2 separate regions of the Hordeum vulgare genome follow, and region 1 is linked to region 2. A link is a contact called in public Hi-C data. All regions are on one chromosome and are shown on one strand. Each heading gives the region's core, a stretch centred on a gene start, on an enhancer-like site or on the middle of the called end of the contact. The rest is flanking DNA. Distances are from core to core; before and after follow the strand shown. Region 1 holds the start of LOC123434448 (protein RESPONSE TO LOW SULFUR 3-like). Region 2 holds the start of LOC123434401 (actin-2).

The links. A called contact is a pair of places that touch in the nucleus more often than the background predicts.
Region 1: a Hi-C map of seedling shows a contact between it and region 2, with 2.6 times the contacts expected there. The contact joins the promoter of LOC123434448 here to the promoter of LOC123434401 in region 2. A contact is called at or near these places in 1 of 6 Hi-C or Micro-C datasets (seedling) and 1 of 1 datasets of contacts at active chromatin or transcription factors (embryo).

The regions. Positions count from the first base shown.
Region 1 is chr1H:333,652,125-333,657,497 of MorexV3_pseudomolecules_assembly, forward strand. LOC123434448 (protein RESPONSE TO LOW SULFUR 3-like) reads left to right here and starts at 3,616. Exons shown (of 1, transcript XM_045115513.1): 1 at 3,616-4,307. The coding sequence starts at 3,730. The coding sequence ends at 4,047. LOC123434464 (a long non-coding RNA gene) reads right to left here. Exons shown (of 2, transcript XR_006625753.1): 1 at 5,199-5,373; 2 at 4,785-5,050.
Region 2 is chr1H:332,790,985-332,796,194 of MorexV3_pseudomolecules_assembly, forward strand. It overlaps LOC123434401 (actin-2), which reads right to left and starts at 2,450. Exons shown (of 5, transcript XM_045115511.1): 1 at 2,181-2,450; 2 at 796-869; 3 at 297-690; 4 at 1-165. The coding sequence starts at 855.

The DNA.
Region 1 (5,373 bases), core at 2,366-4,865, 860 kb after region 2:
GGTCGGCCGAAGTGAGTAGGAGAGGAGGAGTCCTCCTCCAATCCTAGTAGGATTAGGATTCCTTCCTTCCCACTTGGAAACTCTTTCCACCTTTGGCTTTTTGCCTTATTCCTCCACTCCAGCCGCATGGGCCCTTAGGAGAGGCTTTGGCCAGTCCACCACAGGCTGATCTACCTCCTCTCACATCCCAAGAAGCCTTTGGGTCATCACACCCCTTCCGGTGGTCCCCCGGTACCCTCCCGGCACTCTCGATACACTACCGATGAGCCCGAAACCTTTCAGGTGACCAAAACAGGACTTCCTATATATCAATGTTTAACTCCGGACCATTCTGGAGCTCCTCGTGACATCCAGGAACTCATTAGGGACTCCGAACAACCTTCTGTCACCAACACCTATAACTCAACTATACCGAAACGTCATTGAACCTTAAGTGTGCAAACCCTGCGGGTTCGAGAACTATGTAGACATGACTTGAGACACTCTCCGGTCAATAACCAATAGCGGGACCTGTATGCCCATATTGGCTCCTACATATTCTACGAAGATCTTTATCGGTTGAACCTCTATGTCAAGGATTCAGTTAATCCCGTATATTGTTCCCTTTGTCCTTTGGTATGTTACTTGCCTAAGATTCGATCGTGGTATCTCCATACCTAATTCAATCTCGTTACCAGCAAGTCTCTTTACTCGTTCCGTAATACAAGATCTCGCGACTAACTCCTTAGTCACATTGCTTGCGAGGATTGTTGTGTTGTTGTATTACTGAGTGGCCCCGAGATACCTCTCTATCACATGGAATAAAAAATCCCAATCTTGATCCATGCCAACCAACAGACACCTTCGGATATACGTGTAGATCACCTTTATAGTCACCCAGTTACGTTGCGACGTTTGATACACACAAGGTATTCTTCAGTGTCCAGGAGTTGCATGATCTCATGGTCATCGGAACAGATATATTGACATGCAGAAAACAGTAGCAATAAACTGACACGATTATATGCTACGTTCATAGTTTGGGTATTGTCCATCACATCATTCTCCTAATGATGTGATCCCGTTAAAAAGTGACAACACTTGTCTTTGGCCAAGAAACCTTAACCATCTTTGATCAACGAGCTAGTCAACTAGAGGCTCACTAGGGACAGTGTGTTGCCTATGTATCCACACATGTATTTGAGTTTTCAATCAATACAATTCTAGCATGGATAATAAACGATTATCATGAACAAGGAGATATAATAATAACCAATTTATTATTGCCTTTAGGGCATATTTCCAACAATCACTACACTAAAAGAGGGGAAACTGGAAGTGCAATTATCTCTGAATGGTACTTTGGTGTGATGACAATGTAACTACTAGAACTAATGATGGTTGTTATGATTTATCTCATGTCGTTGGTTCCTCGAGTATTTGTTGTGGAGATGATTAAAACACCTCCAATTCAAAAAGATCAAATGGCGCGGTTTTCTAGCGACTCGAAGCTTTTGTTTTGGTTTTATTTTATTCATAGGACGAGCACACTATCAATAAGGGTCAAGATAATTGAAAGTATGTGTGGGAACACTCAAAGCATAAACACTAGTCTTCCTGCACCTACCACCAAAAAGGATTTCTTTGCTCTTCATTTTTCATACGCTCGTTGCGCCCATAGAGAGTGTTCAAAGTTTCTGGACACCCCGTGTGCATGTGATAGTGTCCAATTCTCCGGACCCCCCGTATGGACGTGGTCTTAGCACCGTATGCACGGGGAAGTGCATATCCATTTGGACAATCCGTGCCCACAGGGTCTCAGGCCGTCGTACACACGAAGTAGTGATTTAGACTCTACACACTCCAAGCGCATGGGAGCAACTTGGCCCGTGCAGATGGGGTTCGTCGACAGGAGCGGTCACTTAGTGTGGGACACTATATAAGAGCACATTCTAACCCTACCCTTTTGCCTTGTGAGCTTCCACCATTCTCAAACCTCCATTGCTCATATCAATAAATCGCTCCACCCAAACACTTTGATACTTTGGGAATTGAGAGATCAAGGCCCGATCTATCACTTGACCAAACCTATTGGTGTTCCCCATAAGATTTCTTCACCAACAACTTGTACTATTGGAGCTTGGGCTCCTAGGCAGTCAGGGTTCCTCCGGATGCTTCCTTGGTTGTCATGTGCTTTTGTGACTATGTAAAGGTACGGTGGTCGTCTTCAAGACCAACCCCGAGGGATTTGAGGTTCATCCATTGGGGGTAACTTGAAGAGAATACACTGTGCCACTTGGTGGTGTTCCAGAGCCTTGGCATCGACAACGCTCCAACGTAGATTAGCACTTCCCCAAAGAAGTGTGAGCTTTGAGATAAAATATGCATCCCCGACTGACTGGTGGTCATTCCTTTCCGACACTTTACTTTGATTTCTATGCATCTTGGCTTGCTAATTATTTTTGCGTAGCTTACACTGGTTTGAGCTTGCTTGCCATATATGTTGTGTTCATCTAGTTGCATATATGGAGAACATATTTATCCGCAAATCCCTAAAATTGGTAATTAAATTTAAAATTTGTAGTCTTCTATGCACCACCCCCTCTTGTCGACCACATCGACCATTTCAATCGATGTAATGTATTTTCTTTGTTTATGCATGTGTGCATTTTATTTAGATTTAAATTGTAACATGCAGTATGCATGATACATGCTTCTCATGTCCCTGATGTCATTTCACATATCAATTTGATCTTATTTCACAAATTATTGGATAGTTTAGTTATCTAGTGTTTCAAAAGTGCATCTCATGGAAAAAATGCTTGAGAACGAGGCACGAGAGATCAGCCATTTGTCTAGGAGAATATCGCATGATAGTACCACCACTTATATGCTCTCATGATACCACTGTGAAATAGTTTAACTTTAAATGGTTTAAAAAAATCCCAAAACAATGTGAATGCTCAAAATACTTGCGCCTACAACCCCGGGAATATTAAGATCCAAATTCAAACTACAAAAGGAAGAAAAAATCAAGATGCGACTCATGATACCACTGTGAAATAGTTTTTGACACTGTTCATGTTTTTGTCTTTATTCACACTACTGATGCTGATTTTTTTCTTTCTTTTGATCCTCTATTTGTACTTTGAATTTGAATTTGAATTTTTAAGAGTTATAAACACATGTGTTGTGGACGTTTCGAAGAGTTTTAAGAAAGATTTAAACTTAACCCTTTTAAGTTGCAATCATGGGAGCACGTAAGCGATGGTATCAGCCAATATTCACCCTCGTCCGTGTCTCCAATAACCACCCTCCGACGCTCGATCGAACGGCCAGAATATGCTAGACAAATCAAGCAAAAGTTGTGGCTGCTGGTGTTTGAGTATCCATCTCCGGCCAGTGGCCACCAGGTTCACCTCTCAACCAGTAGGAAATGCAATAAGAGAGAGACGTACGGGCGAAGCATCGTATTATCAACGATGATGACCTCACCTTATACTCCATGTAGCTGCGCTGTACACGTGCGTCGACACCTAAACGTGCCCGATGGGTTCATTGAACCTGGACACATTCCCGCTTTCCCTCCGCAGCTGCAGCCGTCCCGAGCGGCCCGGCCTATATAAAAGGCGCCACAACCTGAAGAGAGCTCCAGATCCAACGAACTCGTAAACACGTCTGTGCATAGTGCTGTTGCATATACATATACAGTACATACTCTCCTCCACTCACCCCGAGAAGTTAGGAGGCATGGCGAGGAAGGCAGCGGCAGCGGCAGCGGCCATGGACGGCAAGAGCTCCGAGCTGGCGAGGGCCGTGGCGGAGGCGGAGGCGAGAGAGGAGCGGCTGCGGCGGGAGCTGGAGGCGGCGCTGGCGCGGGTGGCCGTGGCGGAGGAGGCCGAGGAGCGGCTGTGCGTGCAGCTGGGCGAGCTGGAGGCGGAGGCCATGACGCACGCCATGGAGTACCAGCAGCACGTCAGGGCGCTCTCCGAGAGGCTCGCCCTCATGGACGGCCTGCTCAGGTCCTCCGGCCTCCACGGCGCCGTCGTGCAATCCGGGCTTCACTGACGAACCGAGTCTCATCATGTGCTTCTCCTAGATTCTTAGTATATGTGCGATCAATCAAGGCTGTACTGGTTTTTAAATTTTCTCCTTTCTGTCTTGCGCGTGCGTTTCATGCCAGCCCGTGCGCGGTGGTGGCGTGTAGGATGTACATTTTTCTTCTTCTTGAGATGTACTAGTATATAGAGTAATGTCGTTTGTCAAACTGTTGGTAAGCATGTAAATATTGCCCCCGATCTGGTGCAAAGACGTATGCATTCATCTAATATCACACGCAATGACGCAACGGGATTCCTTGATAACGATCGAGCTTATTATGTCCACAAGCAAAATGAGATGATCACCCACACAACGATCCAACATCACGCATGCACATGGCCACGCGCGAGCTAAATCCATTGGCGCGGGTTGCGTCGCGCTGGAGGACCACCCGCAGAACGTTCCTTCTCTAAATCTTCCGTTGATTGAATTGTTCGATTTTCGGGTTTCACCATCCTTAGGAAAAGTCAGTTCCCAGGGGAAGCTGATGTTTCGATGTTCTTGACAAGTTCCTGGTTTTCCTTGCCTCCTTTGCTGCCAACATATTTTGGTTGAGAGATTGCTGGGCACGTTACCAAGCTGTGTGCTGCCAGCAATTTATACTCATTCTACTCTGCAATGCGTATGGTCTGCTACGGAGATCTTCAATCAATTTGAACCGACTAGATGGCCCTGCTAGAAAACGAGATGTCTGACGCCACACAGAAAACGACCGCACCAGCAGCTCAATTAAGCAACAAAGATAAGGAAACTTCGGACCAACACCATACAGCACAAAGTTGACTGATATAATGCAATTGGAAATGGAAATGGCAAATCAGGGACCTCGGATATTTGACAGCAGCACGCTGCACGCTGCATGCGTGTAATGAAAAAGAGAGGTACTCCTATGAAATGGAACATGGATCTTTTCATCCCGAAAATTGTCAATCTTCCAGGTAGCTGACTGGAGGTGTGAAATGGCCATGCTCTCCAGAAACCAAGACGATTCAACGGAATTGCCGTCAATCGCGGAAGTGTACAGACAAGAGGTATAGAAATTGATGAGCATATGACCTGACTTGTCTCCAATAGGGTGACTTGATCTTTAATCAGGAGTACTCCGTTCAGATACGCACCTGGAATCCAGGCTGGAAGCAAGAAAATGTCCTGTCTACATTCTTCATGAAACTTGGATAAAATCAATCAGTAAATCTTCTAGTACTCCTTCCAACTTCATGGAGATCTTTTATCTTCTAGTAGTTCGTCATGTTGAAGCTGTTTAGTTCACACTTCTAAAATCTTTCTAGAGAA
Region 2 (5,210 bases), core at 1,200-3,699:
CGGCAGTGGTTGTGAAAGAGTAACCCCTCTCAGTCAGGATCTTCATGAGGGAATCGGTGAGATCCCTACCGGCAAGATCAAGACGTAGGATAGCGTGTGGAAGGGCATAACCTTCATATATTGGGACTGTGTGACTGACACCATCTCCAGAATCCAAGACAATACCTATTGACCAAAACAAAATTGCAACGATCAGCAATCACAGAGCATAAATCCATTTTGTTTCTACTTGATGAAGATGACATAACAGCGAAAGAGAATCTGCACATAAATACAGTTGTTCTTTTTTCACTTACCAGTGGTACGCCCACTAGCATATAGAGAAAGGACGGCTTGAATAGCAACATACATGGCAGGGACACTGAATGTCTCAAACATGATCTGTGTCATCTTCTCCCTGTTGGCCTTAGGGTTAAGAGGGGCCTCTGTAAGAAGAACAGGGTGCTCTTCAGGTGCTACACGGAGCTCATTGTAGAAGGTGTGATGCCAAATCTTCTCCATGTCATCCCAGTTGCTTACGATTCCGTGCTCGATGGGGTATTTCAAAGTCAGGATACCCCTCTTGGACTGGGCCTCATCACCAACATAAGCATCCTTTTGCCCCATCCCTACCATGACACCAGTGTGGCGTGGACGGCCAACAATACTAGGGAAAACTGCACGTGGAGCATCATCTCCGGCGAAGCCAGCCTATGAAAGATGAAAACAATTAGCCCTTAATGAATTTTAAGATAAAAATATGACAGCCACAATAAGAAATTATGTTATAGAATGTGACCAAGTAATCACAATTACCTTGACCATTCCAGTTCCATTGTCACAGACAAGGGGCTGAATGTCCTCCGCGTCAGCCATTTATGTTAACTGATCTGCATATAATAAAACAGCTTATTCAAACAGGGCCTAGAAAAACTGCCAACTAATACAGATTAAACTGACCATACGAAGAAAGAAGAGTTGTTCTTCCTACACGAACGTGAGTTACAAGGACAGCAATATATTTCTCGAGTATTTACCAGTTAATATAGCCCAAATACATTTCACTGATAACTAAAATAATCACTGAAATACATTTACAGCAGTTACTTAGGTTACTGACTGAAATGACAGAGATTATTCAAACAAGAGTATTTAGTTGTACATCAAAAGGCACTTGTATTATAATAGAATAACACATATCAACTCCACGGATTCCAACAGTATACATCATTCAAGAAAATTCAAATTCCTAACAAAATGTTGGTCCGAACTCTGAAGCACCAGCAGACCAATCAGATTTGATCTCTTAGGTAGTAGGTTAACGCATGTTACTGATACATGTGTATTCTCAATCAATTTTGGTATATGCATTGGTGGCTAAAACGATTGAAACAGAGACTGGACAATTTATGATTTGTCTGACTGGTTGATACAAAGCATTGGTCATTTTTCTGACGAGACAGGAGAACCTTAAGGCATATATGCTCGTGAACAACCATGCTCTTTTTCTCCCTTTTTGAAAGAAAAAAAAAACAGAATCCTATGACTAGGGAATTTCAGATAGTACAAAACATGTTATTTCTGCCACTTTAAGGTGCCATGTCAGACAATGACACCATCGATCTGCTTGTTTTCTTTTGTGAACTACTAGTCCATAAACTATTTTCAGGTGGAGGCACAAGATAACAACAGCCAATCACACACACGGACACACAACCACCACCAGTCCAGCACGACATACACATGCAAAGAGAGGCAAGATTGCTGCATGAACATGGACGCAAAAGTACGAAACAAATACTCAGATTTTCGACTAGCCGTTACAGATCTGCAATTTTCTCAGAAAATACAGTACGCCCAACTTCGCACCCTGGTAGCGCAGCACACGGCCATCAACAGATCTACTGCAAGACTACTCCCTCGCCACCCCCAACGAACAACATAGCTAATGAATCCCGAAGCATCAGCATCAGCATCTGCCGCGAAACCCTTGGTCCCACTGATCGGATCCAGCGTCCGACAGAGAAACACGAGATGAAACAACCGTCGAAACGCACGCCCGCAGCCGCGACGCGGCTAAGCTACCGCCCCAACGACACCTCGATCTCTAACCAGCGGTAGGAAAAGGAGGGGGGAAAATAACAGCACTGGAAGCGACTCGAAGGCGGCCGGGGACTCGAGAGAGGTGGACGGACGCTCACCTGGAGCGAGAAGACCTGGGGAAGTCGGCGGCGGCGGGAGGAAGCGAAGGGCGCAGGCGAATGGTGGGTGGGGAGAGGGGGGAGGAGGAGGGGCGAGATATAGGTGCGGTGCGAGGGCGTGGGAGCGGCGAGGGTGGTGGCCGGTGATGGTGGGAATGAGATGTAAAGGAGGCCGGTGACGCACTGGAAAGTTGGGCAAGGACGGACTGGAGAAGGGAGAGGGAGAGGGAGATGCCCCGCTGTCTACGCGGCCGTGCCAGCGGGGAATATTTCGCACGTCTGGGCCATCCAACAAAATCGCTTTTGTCCCCAAGAAAAAAATCGCTTTTTTTTCCTTTCCGTCAATATTTTACTTACATGCACAATGTTGGGTTGGACAGTGCTATGGCACGTAGTACAATTTATGCTATTTTGTCCAAGAAGATCTATAAGTCGTCGAAGAAGCGTTGGTTAGAGTATCATCCTACGTAAATCAGGCTTGCAATCCATCATCATTGATTCAAGAGATAGAAAATTTGTACCATGCGATAAACTATTATGAAAAAGTCTTACCTTCCACCGGCTGATCCGCGCTATCCATCCATCGGCCGCTCGTTCGTTGGATCTCGCCTCGACCTAATAACCGTTTCTTGAAACTGGACCGTTGTTTTAGAAACTGGGCAGTTGTTTCAGAAACTGGAACAACGTCTAATCACGAACCGTTTCCTGAAACTGGGTCGTTGTTTCAGAAACTAGGCAGTTGTTTCAGAATTTGAAACAGCGTGATGACCAACTTCCCAGAGACCGGGAGGCGACGGAGGTCGGCGGGGGAGAGGTACTCGAGGAGGACGTGGTAGCGGAGCACGTCGGCAAGGTCGGACCCATGGCGGCCGCGAACGCCGAGGGCGACTACGGAAGGTCGGCGTTGGGCACGGCGAGCAGCGTCAGCAAGGGCCGCCTGGACGTCGACGGCAGCGGCCGGAGGAGCGCCAGCAGCAGCAGCCCCGCCAACGCGAGGAGGACGAGGCACCGCAGATCTGTCCCCGCATCTATTGTTTTCGCAACGCGACTATTGTTTCTGCAACTCGACCTCTGTTTCAGAAACTATTGGATGAGGGGACGTAGATCGGACGGTTGCACCGATACATCCAACGGACGTTGAGGTGGCGGATGTTTACTAAACATCCGTCGGTGGACGCGTAGCAGCCCCCAACTATTATAGCAGAAAGTGTTGAAATCGTCACACTAATTGCAAACCAATTGCTCTATTTAAAGGACACACCTACTATAAAGATTAAAGTTAGCCATTAAATATGGAGCACACACTCCCATAGACTCTGCACCAACAACGTAGGATGAATTGGACATCGTTGAGGTAAAAAAGAGACAAGAAAAAAAAATCATTTCAACATGTCAATGTCGCAGCTACCTCTTCGGTGTTGCTGAGGAAACAAAGCCTTGGAAGAAGAAAAGACAACGGGTGGACATGTTCCTACTCCTCTTGTTGCCGATGAGGCTACCAGACGGGGAGAAGGAAAGAGACTGATGTAATGGCATTGGAGACAAACTTGGCGGCTAGGATTTACAGAGGCTGCATTCAAGTCTATTTGATGGAAATATGTTCAGTAATAAAATGGTTATTATTATATTTCTTTATTCATGATAATCGTTTATTATCCATGATATAATTGTATTCATTGGAAACTAAAATACATGTGTGGGTACATAGACAACAAAGTGTCCTTAGTATGCCTTTACTGAACTAGCTCGTTGATCAAAGATGACTAAGGTTTCCTAGGTATAGACATGAGTTGTCATTTGATAACGAGATCACATCATTAGGAGAATGATGTGATGGACAAGACCCAAACCTTAAGGCTTAAGCATAGCGTTTGATCGTATCTAGTTTACTGCTGTTGTTTTCTGCATGTCAATGTATCTATTCCTATTACCATGGGATCATGCAACTCACTGACACCGGAGGAATGTCTTGTGTGTATCAAAGTCCCAACATAACTAGGTGATTATAAAAGGTGTTCTACACGTATCTCCAAGGATGTATGTTCACTTGGCATGGATCAAGGCTGGGATTTGTCACTCCGTGTGACGGAAAGGTATCTCGGGGCCCACTCGGTAATACATTATCACAGTAAGCTTGCAAACAATGTGACTAAGTAGTTAGTCACGGGATCTCGTATTACGGAACGAGTAAAGAGACTTGCCGGTAATGAGATTGAACTACGTATAAAGATACCGACGATCGAATCTCGAGCAAGAAACATACCGATGGACAAAGGGAAGTCCATACGGGATTAGTCGAATCCCTGGCATCGTGATTCGACCGATAAAGATCTTCGTAGAATATGTGGGAACCAATATGTGCACCCAGGTCCCGCTATTGTTTATTGACCGTAGAGGTGTCTCGGTCATATCTGCATAGTTCTTGAACCCACAGGGTCTGCACACTTAACGTTTGGTGATGATATAGATATAGTTGAGTTATTGTGTTGGTGACCGAAGGTTGTTCGGAGTCCCGTATGAGATCCCGGATGTCAGGAGGAGCTCCGGAATGGTCCGAAGGTAAAGGTTTATATATAGGAAAGTGGTATTCAGGTTCCGGAAAAGTTTTAATTTTTTCGGTATTGTACCGGAAGTGTCGAAATGGTTTTGGGGGTCCACCAGGAGGGTGCCACCCATCCCGGTGGGGGAAACATGGGCCTAAGAGGTGGCGCACCAACCCCTTGTGGGCTGGGCAGCCGACCCCTAAAGGGCCCATGCGCCCATGGGTAGGTGGAGGAGGTGCCTTGGGGAGGCAGTGTTGGAGAACATTGCATGGGAAACAAAAAAATTCCTACGCACACACAATACCTATCCATGGTGATGATCATCTACGAGAGGGGAGAGTGAATCTACATACCCTTGTAGATTGCTAAGCAAAAGTGTATATAACACGATTGATGTAGTGGAACATCTCCGCGATTCAAATTGCAGCCTGTCCTGCGATCTCATCACGATCCGTCCCGCGATCCCATCACGATCCATCCTGATCCA